Regions from separate parts of the Mus musculus genome. Here region 1 is linked to region 2. The links are chromatin contacts, called in public Hi-C maps. All regions are on one chromosome and are shown on one strand. The core of a region is the stretch at or near the end of the contact, and the rest is flanking DNA. Distances in the headings are between cores, read along the strand shown.

What was found. Hi-C and Micro-C count contacts between places; a contact is called where the count stands out from the background.
Region 1: a contact with region 2 is called in a Hi-C map of the N1E-115 cell line, with 7 times the contacts expected there. The contact joins the enhancer-like site here to the promoter of Rabgef1 in region 2. A contact is called at or near these places in 4 of 39 promoter capture datasets (cranial neural crest, frontonasal cranial neural crest, hippocampal neurons and 1 more), 6 of 484 Hi-C or Micro-C datasets (the N1E-115 cell line, cerebellum, cortical neurons and 2 more) and 3 of 115 datasets of contacts at active chromatin or transcription factors (embryonic forebrain, neural tube and pro-B cells).

Annotation. Positions count from the first base shown.
Region 1 is chr5:130,860,716-130,863,415 of GRCm38.p6, reverse strand. No RefSeq gene overlaps it. Among named protein-coding and RNA genes, the nearest start is that of Gm40337, 6.8 kb to the right of the region's middle. Within about 2 kb of position 1,320, at least 3 of the 459 cell types and tissues checked have an H3K27ac peak or open chromatin away from gene starts, as enhancers often do. A contact at or near this core is called in the N1E-115 cell line, where this site is marked.
Region 2 is chr5:130,170,369-130,173,068 of GRCm38.p6, reverse strand. Rabgef1 (RAB guanine nucleotide exchange factor (GEF) 1) reads right to left here and starts at 1,250. Exons shown (of 9, transcript NM_001199059.1): 1 at 1,175-1,250.

The sequences.
Region 1 (2,700 bases), core at 71-2,570, 690 kb before region 2:
GAATGACATGTTCATGACACTGCCACCATGTGAAGTCGTAGAGTGGACTTTTATAGTTATCAGACAAAAGACAGCCATAAATCAGTGCAGTTGCTGAATATGTTGGTGAGGACAGGGGTGAGGTGGACAAGAGCAGAGCCATAGGTCTGAGCTGTTATCTGATGACATCTTTAGCTTTGAGGACAGTGGGAGCTGAGGGTCTGTTAAAGGGATGCATTCCAGAGCTTTCATTCAATTACCAGAGATTAGACTGGAATACTGGGGGGTCTTTGAGAATGACAGAGCCAGGTGAGATTGGCTTTGAGAGTTAGGGTCCCCAAAATCTCAATGGCCACCAAAGCCACCCTTAGCCAATGGCTTCCAGGTTCTCGTCTCACAAATCTAAAGCATGAAATTGATGATCCATGGAGGGTGAGCTGTGACCTTATAAGGAAGTCTGTTAAAGATACATAGGTAGGGGCTCAAGATTGTGTGTGTGTGTAAGAGAGAGACAGTGAGGGAAGAGGAGAGGGGTAGGGAAGGGGGAAGAAAGAGACAGAGAGAAAGAGAGAGAATGAATACTAAAATATTCACAGGCAGGCAGATATAACTAATTTTAAGGGGGAAAATGTAAAGACAGACAGACAGACAGACAGACAGACAAGACAAGAAAGCCTTGGCTGCAGAGTGAGTTCAAGACCAGCCTGGGCAACTCCGTGAGACTCTATTTCAAAAGAAAAAGAAAGAACAGGGTACGAGATGGAACTCGATGGTAGAGTGCTTGGTTGTGGGAGGTTTTCAAGTCCATGCCTAACCCTGAAGGGAGGGAAGGAGGGGAGGGACAGACGGAAGGAGAAAGGGCAAGGGAGGAGAGGAAGAGGAAGGAGGCCAGAGAACCATGGTCCAGGAGAAATGTTTGCTGAAAGCTGGGCATGAGGCTGTAAGAGTGGGTCTCTGGAGCCCCCTGCTGGCTCCTGAATTTGATTTCCGTGGCTTCCTTTCCTTTTTTTAACTGCTGAGCCATCCCTCCAGTCCCTGGCTTCAAACTGGACTAGACACAGCTCTTTTCAATTTACTTATTATCTTAGTTGGGGTTTTATTGCTGTGAAGAGACGCCATGACCAAAGCAACTCTTAAAAGGGACATTTAGATGGGGCTGACTTACAGTTTCACAAGTTCAGTCCATTATCATCATGGCACAAGTATGGCAGCATGCAGGCAGAAACTGTGCTGGAGGAGCAGAAAGTTCTACATCTTGATCGAAGGAAGCCAGAAGACTCTCTTCCACATCGGGAGGAGTTTGAGCCTAGGAGGCCTCAACATCCGCCTACACAGTGACGCACTTCCTCCAACAAGACCACACCTCCTAATAGTGCCCCTTCCCGTAGGCCACGCATATTCAAACCACATTTATTCATTCATTTTTTTAGTCTTTGTAAACTGAAGTTCACTGAGGAAGCTGCCTCTGTGTTGAAGATCCTGCAGGCCGACTGACTCATGAGAACTTTGTGACTGTGGAGATTTGAAACATTGCAAGTTAAGAATGAAAACTGTCTTGAGTTGTTGTCAAAGAAAGCCTGATGGTTGTGATGTTTGCTGGAGGGCGTCCTCCTGGATGGAATGAGTTTGGGGAGGGGATGATCTGTGGAGAACAGAACCATGTGGTACCTTGGTCTTGGACTCTGGCTGGGCTGATGTTGGACTTCTGAGCGTTTATGGGAACCTTCCAAGCATAAGTGTGTGTGTGCCTATGTGTGGAGGCGAGAGGTTGATATCGTGTCTCCCTCTATTGCTGTCTATCTTATGGTTTCAACGTGCATGTGTGTTATATATGCACGTGTTGTTTATGCTATATATGTGTATATGTGCATGTGTATGCATGTGTTGTATGTGCATGCATGTGTTGCATGTGCATGCATGTGTGCAGGTGCATGCATAAAGATCCAGTAGGAGATGTTGGCTGTCCTTCTCTGTCACACTCTGACTTCTTTTGTTCTTAAGACAGGATCTCTCACTGTGTGTGATCTTGACTCTCACTAGAGTGAAGCCAGCAGTCAGCAAGCCCCAATGATCTCCTTGTCTCTGCCCCCACAGCACTGGGGCTATGAGTGGCCACATCAGGCTTTCTCTGTAGGTGCTGGGATCTGAACCCGGGGCCTCATGCTTGTACAGCAAGATTTCTAACCCAATGAGCCATATCTGCAGCACCTCCAACTTATTTGAGTTAGTGTCTCTTATTGAATCTGGAGCTAACTGACTAGGCTAAGCTGACCGGCCAGTGTGCCCCAGGGATCCTCTGTCCACTGTACCTTGGTCTTCCAGGGATGAAGTTCCAAATTCAGGCTACTGTATGTGGGTGCTGGGGACAACTCCGGTCCTCATGTTTGCACAGTAGACACTTTAGCAACCCAACCATCTCTCCAGGTATTGTCAAACACTTTTAACCTCCTCCATACCTAGACCCTATGGTAGTCTGTTGAAGTCTATAAAGCATCTCCTTAGAAAAGCATCCCAGACATGTATAATATAAGTACACAAAATACATGTTTCATTTTTAAAAGTCTATAGACACTTTCTCAGGAAAAAAAAAGACATTTTAAATATGCATAAGTTTATGTGTAAACACCTAAGGCCTGGAGAGATGGTTCAGTGGTTAGGAGCAGGTACCCTACTCTTGCAGAAAACCCAAGTTCCATTCCCCACCCCACATCTGGCTGTTCA
Region 2 (2,700 bases), core at 1-2,500:
CCAAAACAGTCTATGTAGCCTGGACTGTCCTGGAACTCACTCTGTAGACCAGGCCTGTTCAAACTCATAGAGATCTGTCTCTGCCTCCAGCATTCTGGTATTAAAGGTGTGAGCCACCGCCACCACCGCCCAGTAACAAGCTTGACAAGACCATTTTATTTTAGCCTCTTCTTTCTTTTAACTGCGACTCTGGTGGGCGGGAGGATCGAATATTACTCTGTAGTATAGGCTGGCCTCAAACTCACTACATAGCCCCGTTGACGTCAAAACTCCCAAGACTGTTGTTCCTGACTCAATTTCCAAATACTGGGATGTCAGAAGTGGGTGACTAATTGGGTCTTCCTTTGAAAAGTAATTCTAGGTTTGTAGGTTAAAAGACCCAACAGTTAACTTCCAGGAGGTGGCAGGGGGTGGGGGGACCATAGGGGCTCTTACCACAAAACTAGGTGACGCTGTAAAACTTATGCCAGTGTCACATCTAAACTCCACAGACAGACCGAGCCTACCACATCCAGCAACACATTTCCCAACCACAGAGGTTGGTCATCAGCTCTGAGACACAGCCAGCTGCCAATGACCTAGTCTCCAAGGCGCTTCCCTCTATGGAGCCAACTTCCGCGAAGGGATGGAAGGACATCCCCTTGGCTCTCCCTTCCAGACAGCTCGGAATCAGGGACTGCCTTTATTATTATTTTCCATAAAAGGGTCTTCCTCAGTGGCAGAGGGCTGACCTCAAAACTCGCGGCAATCCTCCTGCCTCAGCTTCAGGACTTCTCATTCAGAGACACCCATAACCTTGGCCTCTAGCACCTGGGACGAGTATTCAAAACCCCGCGCCACAGCAGCCGCACCAGCCCCGGGACCCACGCGGGCTCCGGATGGGACCCGCCCGGCTGCAACCACAACTCCGGACTCGGACAGGATCGGAGCGGCAGCCGACGACCGGGGAGCGTGTCCTCCCGGGAGCCCGAGTCCCGCCGAGCTGGGAAGAACTCGGCCGAGCTGGAGAGGCCGAGAGCAGCAGCAGAGCTCCGGCGGCCTGGCCCTATGCGCCCGCCCGCCCTCCCGGCTGAGAGGCGGAACGGAGCGGCCCCGGTCAGCGCGCGGCCGGACACCGCCGCCGCCGCCCCGCTCCGTGTGGGAACGCGCCTCCGGAGCCCCCGTCCCTCCGAACCTGCTCCGCGGCTCCGCCGGCGTCCGACCGCCGCTCCCAGCGCCCCTTCAGTCACTCGGCTCCCTGCCCCGCCCCTGCCCCCGCACGCCCCGCCCCCGGCACCGCGAGCACGCGCGCGGTGCGTACGCGTGGCGTCATTTCCGTGACGCTTCGGACTTCCGGGGACTGGCTGGCGGCTGGCCGGAAAAGATTGCAACGCTCCGGAGGCTGTCCACCCGAAGGGGCAGTCCCTGAGGGCAGGGGACACCGAGTGACCGTGAGGCCCTCGCTGACGTGTCTGTGACTCGCGAGAAGCCGCGGTTTCCCCTGTCATTCCTCATTCCGTCTACCAGCTTCTGCTTGCATTAGCCTGAGGGCGACAAGGAGCCCCGAGGACAGCCATACACGAAACGGGACATCAAAGTCTGGGACCAGGAGACATCTCCCAGCGCTTAGCGAATGCGGCCGCCAGAAGGAAATACAAACACACCTTTCCCCTAGTGAGCAGTTAGCAGGGAATAGATAGTCAGGAAAAAGATCGAGAGGGAAAAGTTTAGCACATGACTGCCTGTCTGTAAAGATAGATAACGCTCCCACTGGACAGTTGACATGCCACCTCACTAGCTTTTGTTATCTCCCTGGGCCAAGAACCGTCGGGGTGGAGGAGATGAAGTTATAGGATAGGGGAGGAGAGAATTCAGAATGAACCCTACAAATGAGCAACCCAGAGTCCGTGAGACTGGCTCTCAGCTCTGGAAAAAACAAAAAACAAAAACAAAACACTGTTCCCAGCAGAATTTTTTTTTTAACCCCTGTCTCAATAAATGCCTGTTTTCACCTTTTCTGACTCTGCTATTTTGTTTTTCACTCCTGGGCACTCGTCCATAGAAAGAACCTGGTCACCTGGGCAGATGGCCCACAGAAATGAACACTCCTGGCTTGCTCTTTTTAAGAGCAGGACTTGAAACTGATTCAATTTAGGAGAATCTTAAGGAAATTGGTCCAATAGCAACTAGGCTGTGATCCCAGCCTGGCTAGGTGGAGACAGGAAGTTCAGGAGTTCCCATCTCTAGTGTTCTTGGCCTGGGCAAATATAAGGAAGGTTGTGGGGTATAGCTTTATAATGAGAGCACATGATGATGCAGGAGTTGTGAGAATAAAAGGATCTTTCATGACCCAGCTGTGCTTGGCACAAGGCTGTAGGGTGCCAGACAGGGTCAGGTTGGCCTAGGGAAGTGGCTCCAAGTTGGATGTTTAAGGTCTATGAAGATTAAAGAAAGACACAGACAAATGAGGTGAAAGCGAGTTTTATGAAAGAGGATTACAAGTAAAGAGGGCCAGAGAGATGTTTCAGTGTGTAAAAGGTTTCCCATTCAGGCTTGACAACCTAAATCCAAATCCTGGAACTGACCTGACAAAAAAAAGAAGGAGGGGATGGAGAGATGACTCAGTGGTTAAGAACGGTGGTTGCTCTTTCAGAGGAGCTGGGTTCGATTCCCAGCACCCACATGGCAGCTCACAACTGTCTGCAACTCCAGTTGCAGAGG